Linked DNA regions of Macaca fascicularis: region 1 is linked to region 2. The links are chromatin contacts, called in public Hi-C maps. All regions are on one chromosome and are shown on one strand. Each heading gives the region's core, a stretch centred on a gene start, on an enhancer-like site or on the middle of the called end of the contact. The rest is flanking DNA. Distances are from core to core; before and after follow the strand shown.

Region 1 (5,766 bases), core at 2,266-4,765, 230 kb after region 2:
AATGAAATACATAGATTGCACCATTATTTAGGTACCACTCTTTTCTAGCAGTTTCCATTCCAACTGGACACTGAAAATTTCACCATAATTTGTCATGGCCACATGAAATGTTATCAGGGGCAGTGTTACTGAGCTAGTATGGACAGTATAAAGATATGCACTATAACCTGTAGCATTAAAGAAACAATTTATGTACAGGATTTACCAGACTCTTAAGTAGATCTAAACGGAACAAGAAATGCTTCTTTAAAACTTCCAGTTACTCTATGTATTATCTATGCGTCCTGAATATTAGCACCAGGGTAAATTTCTCAAGGAACTGAGCGCAAGGAGCTAAATTTGCACATTGATTTTTGTCTTTTATCTGCAGCTTAAGGCTAATTTAAAAGGATGGTGAGGAGATTCTATTTTCAACTGGCTGAAGTTCAATAAGAATATAATAAAACACTGTTATAGCAAACTCTTTCACAGTGGAAGTTTGGCAAAGCTAAATCTCATTCCTTTCAATGTGCTCCAGTACAGCCAAAATACTGTTCCAGTAAGACACCCATTAGAGTGATGAGCTTCCTACAGGACAAGAATCTCTCCATATTTTATTTTAAACCAAATCAGCTTTTTATTGCTTTGTGTTAAGAATCCAACAGGAAATATTGTGTAATACAATCAGTAAAAAACCTACAGTTTCATTACAGTTATATTTTTATCATTGGCCTGCATTTTCCTAATTTCAGAGGTATACATGACCATTTTAGATACAGGAAACGACTTCTTTTAATTTTTCTTGTAGTGAAAGTTTTGCAATTCTTTAGTCAAGCCTAATGATTAGCTTAAAAACCCTAATAAAAGGAGTGACCATATAATACACCTCTGTAGGTATAAATCAAGGTTGGGAAATTTTAAAGGTACATTTCTTTTTCTTCCTTTTTTTTTTTCTTTAACCCTATGTCTTTTAGGCAGCTTGGCCTTTAAATCTACTTGCCACTGATGGGAAGAGCTGACAGAAGATTTAGAGAAGCACGGGGTGAGTTCCTAAAGTCAGAGTCAACACACACCACACACACTTCATCTATTTTGTGCTTCACTCCCTGTTAAAACACTGAGTTTGCTAAAACACTGAGTTTGTTCATATCATGTCCTACAAGTTGTCAATGATTTCCCATGATCCTGTCTTCAAGATAAAGTTCCTTAGTCAAAAGCAATGAAGCCCTGACCTTTGCCTGTAAGGCAAAGTCAACACTTTTTAGCCTGGCCTTCTATGCCCTTCCATGCCCTTCGAGCTCCCACAGCACCCCCAGCAGTCCATCTCTCTCTACTTGTCCAGATGGACACTCTCTTAGAGCCAGTGGCTCCTACTCATTGTTCCCCGAACACATCGTGGGAATGTTTGCCTTCATACCTTCCCAGATCATTTTCCTGATCTCAGACACCTCCATCCTCATTCATTCACTCTTCACTTGTCCAACAAATATTTGTTGCTCATGCAACCTGGATCACCCACATAGTTTCAAGACTGCATCTTCTAAACTATTTAAATCCTATCCATTCTTCAAGAAATGTTTCATGACGCTTCCTTAACTGCTAAGGACCTGCAGAGTCCCTTCTTCTTGGGACTCACGCACTAACTCATCTCTCGCTCTTTTGGTGCTCGGCAAAGTGGAGGCCTCTATTTTGAACTTAGAGTCAAGACCACTAACTAAGACTGCGCTCTAAAAATTACACCTCCGTGACCCAGAACAAGTGAATTCACATCTATAAGTTTCCACTTCCTTGTCTATAAAATTGGAAAATTGCATCTTAAGATTAGTTCTGAAGATTAAATGAGGTAACATAGGTGAAAATGCTACATTTACGTAAGAAATTACTCTTTCATAGGGATATCAATGTTTAAATACGCATTTTCTCAGTTTTGTTAATGAAATACTTTGACATTCTTTTTTCTAGTGAAACCTGCTGAATGTAAAAGAGACCCGTATAAAGACAGATACCACATGAAGCACCAAGGGTCTCTTTCTGGGTCTGTCGTGCCTCTTGTGACTGTTTCATCAGCACAGCAATTATAGGCGATTGTTATTCTGGAGGAAGACAATGAGTCTCATCTATCTCTTGTTTGGGTTGATTTTGTACACACAGCATTCCAAAGATCATTCTTGCCTTTTGTTTCCATTGAGAACTAGAATGAAGTAAAACAAACTATCAATTTAAGGAAAGCCTCGTAATTGTTAGCAATTTCTTCAGTCACTTTCATCTTTCAGCTGATTTTATGAACACAAATGTGCAGAAATGGGCAGAACAAATTACTTAACTCATTGGTAGGAAGCAGTGGGCTCTCTACGGAGGGAGAGGTAGCAGTGATTTCACCACCGAACGGTGGAACACAAACAGCCTAGAAGAGTCTATCACTTTCAATTGAAACCACAAGAAGAAGTAAGTAGGTTAAGCCCTAAGAATCTTCCTAGGTAACCTATTTGAGTTGAAATTTGACTAAGAATCCTTAAATCGAAGAGAGGTAAAGCTGTTAGGATCGGAGGTGATTGGAAGTTTTGTTTCAGATCTTGTCCAAAAGGGAGAACTGTCAATGACAAAGCTGCTGTGAACAACATTCTGGGGGCGTGGTGGAACCCCGATTCACTGCTATCTCCCGAATCAGCAACTCGATAGAGCGTGCCTCCCGGGCCTTGGAAGCCTTCCATTCGGAGCTGACTAGGTAGAATTCAGGTTTTTATGGTATGTGGGTACTTTTTCCGTGAGTTAAAATCACATTTATAGTAACTAAGTGGTTAATGACGAGAAAAAAACAAAACAAAACAAAAAAAACCAAACCCAAACTACTGTGCTAATAATGAAACTCTGGTATTTGGTTTGTAAAAAACAAAAATACATCTATAAAAAGGGTTAGCTGGAGATGTGTCTGTATTTTTTTTTTTTTTTTTTTTGCCACCTCAAGCAAATAATCTCTGATTCTCCCCTGTCCATGAGGACCCATTTCCAGGGGCAAATCATCTGGGGGTGGACTTGTCCTTGGAAGGGGGAGGGGAGGGCCGCTGGCACGAGACACAGAGACTGGAAACAAGTTCACAGTGTTCATCTCCGGGGACTCACAGAAGAATGGAGAATTGGCTCTTTCATCTCCAGCCCGGGCACTGCTTTTCACTGCCCCTGAGCCTCTGCTGTCCCCAAGCGGCCGTCTGGATCCCAGAGGTGGCCACAGAGATCCGGCTGAGTGCGTGGGTCAAAGTTCCTAGGCTGCCTGTTTCAGGAGGTTGCATCATATATTCTTTAACCCTTCCTTTACAAGACAGCCCGAGGTGTGGGAGTAAAGTGGTCAGGTAAATGGGTTTCAGGGTCAGTCCGACTCGGTTTCAGACCCTGGTTCCAGCGATCATTATCAATGTGGCAGCAGGATCCCTCAGCCCTTTCTATCCCACACAGGTGCCCGCACAACTGCATAGATGGTTTAGTGCTGCTTTGGTATCTGGAGAAGGCTATTAACCTGAAGAGTCAGAGACACTCATGTTGAGGTTGACCTATCTGGGTTCACACCCTGGCTCTGTCATTTGCAATCTGAGTGGCCCTGGGCCAATGTCATAACTGTACCAAGCCCCAGCTTTCAAATACATGAAATGAGAATGAAAACACCACTCAGGTGAAACACACACAGTGCTCGGCGCCTGGTGACTCCAGGAGACACAGCGTTTGCTGTTAATAATTAGTGAATAATATTTGAGAAAAGAAAAGTAAAATCAGATTTTTTGCCCATTTTTTAACCTAAAGAAACCGTGCCTTTTTGTCCTCTACATGTTTGAAGAACCAAATAAGTGGCTCATAAGAGTAAAGGAATTAAACAGTTTTTTTGTGTGTGTGACCATACAAGAAACCCCTCTTAAACTCAATGAAAAAAAAAGGTTTTTTTTTTTGTTTTTTGTTTTTTTTTTTTTGAGACAGGGTCTCACTGCTGCCCAGGTTAGAGTACAGTGGCACAATCGTAGCTCACTGCAGCCTTGAATTCCTGGGCTCAAGCGATCCTCCTGCCTCAGCCTCCCGAAGCGCTGGGATTACAAGTGTGAGCCACTGTGCCTGGTCCTCATTGAAACATTTTTAGCAGTGTTTTCCACAATCTATTTATTATAGGTGTACGATAATCTATGTAACAACCTATGCAAACCCATTCAGTGCAGAGTATACAAGTTGTGTCTCGAACTAGTTAGTAGAACACCTTGTAAAGGCTTCATGATATTTTAACGAATATACTTGTCACTAAACACAAATGGAGAGAACTGTTCATCTTCACAAGGATCAGCTAGGTGAGGGACTCACTTCTAGCTTTCTACCAGAGAAGTGGGCGTGCCTAGGAAATGCATCAAAACCAGAATCGCTAGCGCAAAGCTCAGTCTCTTAAACAGAGATGCTGGTCAGCAGCCACAACAAAACCCAAAATTATGTATGGCTTGGAAAGGATCACAATGACCACAGCTGAATACTGGATAATGCAAGTAATTTCAAAGTCAACGTCGTCTCCAGAAAGACCTCTTCAAGATGGTGTAACCACTGGGTAAACTACACAGCTAATAGCCAGCCAGGCATGTGTCCAGCACACAGGAACCTCCCAGGAGGGCTCGGCTGGGACACTGGACGGGCTGCCTGGCGGTTCCTGCCTGTGTGGCCTTGGGCAAGGAGCCGTGCTGGTCTGGTCTGCAAGAATGTCATCTGTAAGTGAATGGGGGAGAATGAGAGAGTAACTCAGAGCTTACACTTGGATCCCACCGTAACAGTTATAAAGGCTTACACAGTGGATGGGAACTCATAGGCCATGCAAGAAAACTAGTGATATAAAAAAAATTCTTTTTTTTTTGTTTTGAGACAGATCTTGCTCTCTTGCCGCGGCTGGAGTGCAGTGGCACAATTTTGGCTCACTGCAGCATCAAACTCCCAGGCTCCGATGATTCTCCCACCTCGGCTTCCTGAGTAGCAGGGACTACAGGCACGTGCCAACATGCCTGGATCACTTTCATATTTCTCTTATAGAGATAGGGTTTCACTGTGTTGCCCGGGCTGGCCTGGAACTCCTTCCCGTGCTGAAGCAATCCACCCACCTCAGCTTCCCTAAGTGTTGGGATTACAGGCATGAGCCACCACGCTCTGCCAGAATTTTTTTTTTTTTTTTTTTTAATTTAAAGAACACCAAATGAGTAGGTTGAAGCCAGGCTGCTCTGGGGATTCTGTGCCTCGTCTTGGGAGCAGTGGCTCAGCAAGGTGTAGGTGTGGTGGGAAGGAAGGCTGAGTTCCCCCAACAGCTGCCTCCTTCGGTCTCACTTGTCGGCTAGCGAACCTACAGAGGAGCCTGGCCTCCAAGACGAAACACACATGTGAGGAGCAACAGGACGTCAGTGCGAGTCCATCTACAAAGCTTTCTACTATAAAACCACGGTCTATGCCCCAAAAAGAAACCCACCATTGAAACCTAAGCTTCTTTTTTATTAAGTCCTGTGTGGTAAATATCAGTGACTTATTTCATCAGCCTGAAAATTCAGCTCATCACAAATGAAAAGTAAAAACTTTAATTCTATAAAAGGACATAAAATTCAGCCTTTTTAAAGAAAGAGCTCTATCAACCCAAATAGGAACTGTTACATGTAATTTTATCAAAATTCACTTATGTTACCTGAGTGCTTTATTTTTGAATGGCAACTTAAAATACATCAGAGAGACTGAATTCCATGACCATCAGCGCCTACAGAATGCCAGATACTGTACCTAGTTCTTGCTTTT
Region 2 (5,519 bases), core at 1,218-3,717:
AGTTGTGCTAATAATTTTAAGGAAAGTGTTTTCAATGTTCGAAAACACTATATAAACACATGACAAATCAAATAATCTATAATTTAAGTTTCAACTAAATTTAATATAGGTCAGATTACTGAGTATGTTACACATTTGGTTCCAACCATTTCCATGGTTAAAAAATAACTGGCGCCCCTTAGCGCTCACATTTGGAAATACTCAATTTAAGAGTTCCAGCAATTTTTTTTTTTTTTTTTTTTTGACATTCCAGAAAGTTTTCTGCCTCCACAATCTTTCAAATGCCAACACAAACAGGAAAAGCAGAACCCTTTAAAGGGACAGCTCAAGTTTTCTCTGGAGCAACTTGAAATTAACAGATTTGCTGTTCCAACAGTGGAAAATGCCCATTTCAATGCTGGTGAGTGCTGTATGTTTAACATATGGAAGCAAAACGACGAGAAAGCCGTAACACCTAACCATTTTCTACTTTTAAGTTGTTTCTTTGACTTTCAAGACAATAAAACTCCAGGGATTTTTCTTTAATCATCTTTTTATCATGGAAACATTTCCGGCCTTTTGTTCTCTAATGACATTCCAACTCCCCAAGCTTCAAACTCCTGTTCCCCGACTCTATTTTTAAAATCTCGAAATTCTTGCGAAAAATCTAAACTCCATTGCTCATCTCTTCAACCTAAAGTTTTCAGTTTCCTTTACACAGTCCTCCGGTGATGCCTCTGAGCAGGAAAAAAAAAAAAAAAAAAAAAAAAAAACTCCTGGCTAGTCGATTTTCGAAACACTTTTTTGTGGTCATTTATTTTTGTCTCTAGGCGTCCACAGAAACCCACAGCTACTAGAAATTAATACTCCAGATACTGCTATGAGAACTTCTTAAGGAAATTCCAGAGTTGGTCAACATTAATCTTCTTGTCATTCTTCGCTCCCCACAGCGCTCCATAAAGCTTTTTGAAAACTTCGGCTCAATTTTATTTCGCCCTTTCCAAACGTCTCGATTCCCTGTCCTACAAACTCGGGCGGCTGCGTCTCCGGGAGCAAACCCTCCGCCCAAGTTCTTCCTAACTCAGGCTGCGCTCCGATCTGTCATCGCGTTATTTCGCACTCCACCCCCCCCCCCACCCCCGAAAAGTGAAGTTCAACTCCCTAACAGTTCTCGCTTCCCCAAACAAAAGGGAAAAAAGTGCTTTTCGCCGTCACTTCGTCCTCCTTGTCGGCTACGCCAGCATAATTTCGGTCTCCTATGGAATTTCTTTAAACTAACGAGCCCCACTCTGACTTCCACTTAGTATTTACCAGCTGCACCAACTCCCCAAGCACGAAACCCCGCTTTAGTCCTCATGGGAGGGAGAGAGCTCCCGAACGCGGGGCAGCGGGGGTCCGCGCAGAGCAAGCTCAGGAGGTCGAGGAGAGGAGCGGGGCCCGCGCCGGGGACACGCGCGTCCTCCAGGCCGGCGGCGCGGCGTGGGCCTGCTCTCGGGAGGGCTTGGCGAGGACCACCGAGCCCGCGCAGCCCCCGCTGGCCTCTCGGAAATGTGACCGCCAAAGCCAGAGGGGCCGCAGGGTTCGCCCCGCAGCCCTCCGCAGCGCACAAACTTGGGCGCCAGCGGCGCGGGGTCCCGGGCCGGGCAGGGGGCGTCCGGCCCCGGCGGGTCCACCCCGGCCCGCCCGCCCGCCCGCCGCCGCCGCAAGCCCGGCCCGGCGCCTCCTTTGTGCGCCCTCCTGGCCTCCCAGTCCCCCCGGCGCGCGGTCCCGCCCGGCCGTGACCTTCCCGCCCTCCCCACCATCCCAAGCAGGGAAAGGGGCCGCCCCGGCGGGGATCGGGCCGGGGCCGGGGCCCCGGAGACGCTCACCTTCGTCCAGCAGCCGCTCGAGGTGGTTGAAGATCCCGCAGAAGTTGGGCAGGCTGCTCATGAGCTTCTTGTCGTTCATCAGCTGCATCAGGTAATCTGGGGTGGGCTTCGGCTTCTCCTTCGTTTCCATTTCCCCGACCATATTCCAGGCTCCGCAGCTCACTCCGCCCGCCGCCGCCGCCGCCGCCGGAGAGGAGGGAGGGGCGGGGGCGAGCCCCGGCCGCGGGCCGCTCGGGACCCGGCGTCCCGCTCCGCGCCGGCTCCCGCTCTGGCTCCCGCGCCGAGCCCCGGGGCGGCCGGCACCGCGCGCTCGCCCGCCCCCCGCAGGCACTTTCCGCCCGGGCCCGACGCGCTCCCAGCCGCCGCCGCTCTCGGCCGCCCGGCTCGGCGCGTCCCTCACGAGGCCGGCGGGCGGGCGGGAGGCGGGTCTCGGCTGGCCGAGTGCGGGCGCAGGGCGCGGGCCGCTGGCGCCGGACGAGGAGGAGCCGGGGCCGCCGCTCGCTCGGCTGGTCGCGCCCGCTCAGCGCCGCCGCCGCCTGTGCCGCGGGCTCGGGGGGTCTCTCTGGGCTGGTCCCCGCCGCGGCGCCTCTGCCGCTGCCGCTGCCGCCGCGCTCTGACTGCGCTCCTCCTCTTCCTCCTCCTCCTTCTCCTCCTCCTCCTCACTCACTTGGCGGCGGAGTTCGCCTCAGTTCAGGCGGCGCTGCCAGCGGCGGCGGCAGCAGCGGCGGGGGGGGAGGGGCGAAGGCGCGGGGAGGGCCGGGGGCGGGCGGCGGGCGGGGCCGCGCAGGGCGGCCGTTAGCGGGGCCCGGCCGGCGCGCTCCCGCTGCCCGACGCCCCCCGACCCGGGCAGCAGCCGGCGCCGTGCCCCCTCCTCCCTGCCTCCCTGGCGGGGCGGGCGGCGGGGGCGACGGGAGCGTGACGGGCGGCGGCGCTCGGCGGCCCCGGGCCTGGGCGCAGGGACTGGGTCGCCGCCGTGCGGGGCGCCCGGGGCGGGTGGGTGTGGGTTGCGGGGCTGACGGCCGCGGGGGGGCGCGGGGCTCGGGCGCGGTTGGGGCTGGCGCGGCAGGCGGGAGGAATTCCAGCGGGACGCGCCAGCGCTGCCTCCGCCTCGCCTCCCGTTACTATAGTTTTTTCAGAACCTCTCATCCACCCCGCAGAAAAGAAATTTTTTTTAACGTCCTGTTGCTTCACGGGGGACTTTCGGGGTGGGCATCACGTGGCCCGACACGTAGCCATGGGGCTCCAGAGCGCGTGCGCGCGTCGTGCCCCGTGGCCACGCCCCTTCCGAGGGTCGCTCCGCCCCCGCCGGGCCCCGCGAGCGCGCGGTGGGGGAGGGAAGGGGCCCGGAGCGCGCCTGCGTGGGGCGTGGGCGGGGCTGGGGGCGGCAGCCGCCTAGGGGCTGGGGCTGCCCGTTTAGGGCCGGGCGCTGGCCAGTCGCCCACGGTGCGGAGGGCTGGTGGGCTTGCCCTGGCCGTCGGGCCCGCCACCTCGCGGGTCTTGGCTGCGGGGCGGGGGTGTGGCGGGGGAGCCGAGGACTGGAGTTTGAGGCTTTCTGAGGCGCGTGCGGCGGCGTCCGCCTCTGCGGGGTAGGGCGCCCGTCGCGCCGGGCTCCCGCTTTGTCGCCGAGGGAACCACGCGCGACGCCCCTCCCGTCGCCGCCGTGGCTCCCTTCCGTGTTCGTGATTTGCTGAGAGGCTGGAAAGCAGCACGGCGGAGAGAAGCCTCGCGCTCGCCAGGCGGGGAAGCGTGCGCGGACACGCGTGCGCACCCACGGGGCGGTGGGCGGGCGTGGGGGGTCTGGGCCAAGCGGTTGACGCGCCGCCAGGGAAGCGATCTTGTTGCACCTTCTCGTTATTCTGAAAGCAAATCGTAGCGAGACCCGAGCGCAGCGGCTTAGCAAATTATAAGGGGAGCGTTAGTCGTGCTCGAAATGCTTCTTTCGCGATGGCATCAGTGTTCCGTGAGGGAATGAAGCCGCAGTAGGAAAGAGCCTGTGCGCGTAGTCTGAAAAGCAGAAGTCAACATTTTTACAGATGAAGAAAGAATACGGAGGCAAGAGGTCTTTCTCTGCAGTGTGGTGGATTTCCAACATTTAGATTTGTTTGGAAGAATGTTCTGAGCTGCAACAATGAAGTCCTCCTTGATCTATAGAAGTCGACAGTCCCTAAATCTACATCTGCATCTGCATTTTGTTGCAAATCCTTTATAACATTCCATTAAAATAATGCAGTTATTTAATATCCAGTTGATACTGAGTAATTCGCGGCTGAAATTTACTGTTAATCATTCTGTCTTCTGACTTAATAGTGAACGTAGGTGATTTTTTTTGTGAAATGTTGCTTCACACGAATTCTGAGAATCACCTCTAAGTTTGAGTTGTACTGAAGGCACTACAAGAATTTCAAACGAACGCTGAGTGGCCAGTAGCTTCTGGCCTTTTCATTTAACAAGCACAGAGTTCGTTTGTAAAATTAAGTTACTTTGACAGAGGAAATGTAATAGCCTTGGTAGACAACGTTAAAAATGTAACTCTCAGATATTTTAAATTCTCCAACAGCAGTATCTGTTTTAGAGCCATAGAATATTTACTTACTGAATTGCCTATTTAAAGATGAACTTTCTAAATGCAGGGAATAGTAACTTGAAAAAAAGCTCTGGTCTCTGAGTAATGAATGCTGTTTCAGTACCTAGAAAAATAGTTACACAAGGTTTTGATGCTGCTAGTATAAAATGCAACCCCCTTCTTAATGGCCTGCTTATTTCTTAAGCTCCTAGGCACTATGCCGAATGTTCTACATACATATCTCATTTAATCATCAGTACAAGTTGGGCTTAGGTTAGACTGTTATCCCAATTTTACAAATAAGGGGAAACCCAAGAAAGATGAAGCTAAGTGCCTTGTGCAAGAATACAGCTTATGAGTCCTGTGTCTGGGATTATAATACAATTATATTTTATTGTAAAGCTTATGTTTTTTTTCTTTTTTTCCTCGCCCTATCCTTTAAGTCAGGTTGAATTTTATGACAATATTCCACCATTTTTGACCCGTAGAAACGGCAGTGTCATAAGGCTCAACCACTTAAACCAGATTAAAGAACAATGATAGGCAATTTTCATTTCCTGTGTATTAGATAATAGCTACTGTGTGTTACTTTTTTTTTTTTTTTTTTTTTGGTGAAACGGAATTTCGCTCGTCGCCCAGGCTGGAGTGCAATGGTGCGATCTCGGCTCACTGCAACCTCAGCCTCCCGGGTTCAAGCGATTCGCCTGCCCCATCCTTCCTAGTAGCTGGGATTACAGGCATGCGTCACCACGTCTAGCTAATTTTGTATTTTTAGTAGAGACAGGGGTTTCTCCATGTTGTTCAAGCTGGTCTTGAACTCCCGACCTCAAGTGATCTGCCCGCCTCAGCCTCCCAAAGTGCTGGGATTACAGGCGTGAGCCACCGTGCCCAGCAGGTTACCTTTTCAAATCTATGTAGATCACTTCACTAACTGACAGTTCCTCAATGGTTTCTTCTCTCAAAAAAGAAAAAAAATCCGAAGAGCTTACCAAGGCCTGCAAGACGACAGGTGTGGCCCCTGGTGCATCGCTGACCTTATGTCCTTCCTGTCCTCCCACAGCCCACTTGGCTGCACCCCCGTGGAATCTCGCTGGATCCTTAAACATTCC

The links. Hi-C and Micro-C count contacts between places; a contact is called where the count stands out from the background.
Region 1: a Hi-C map of liver shows a contact between it and region 2, with 3 times the contacts expected there. The contact joins the enhancer-like site here to the promoter of QKI in region 2. A contact is called at or near these places in 2 of 2 Hi-C or Micro-C datasets (liver and skeletal muscle).

Annotation. Positions count from the first base shown.
Region 1 is chr4:7,947,821-7,953,586 of T2T-MFA8v1.1, forward strand. All of the region lies in intron 3 of PACRG (parkin coregulated), which reads right to left. Among named protein-coding and RNA genes, the nearest start is that of QKI, 230 kb to the left of the region's middle. Within about 2 kb of position 3,516, at least 1 of the 6 cell types and tissues checked has an H3K27ac peak or open chromatin away from gene starts, as enhancers often do. A contact at or near this core is called in liver, where this site is marked.
Region 2 is chr4:7,714,156-7,719,674 of T2T-MFA8v1.1, forward strand. QKI (QKI, KH domain containing RNA binding) reads right to left here and starts at 2,468. Exons shown (of 8, transcript XM_045390386.3): 1 at 1,848-2,468. The coding sequence starts at 1,989.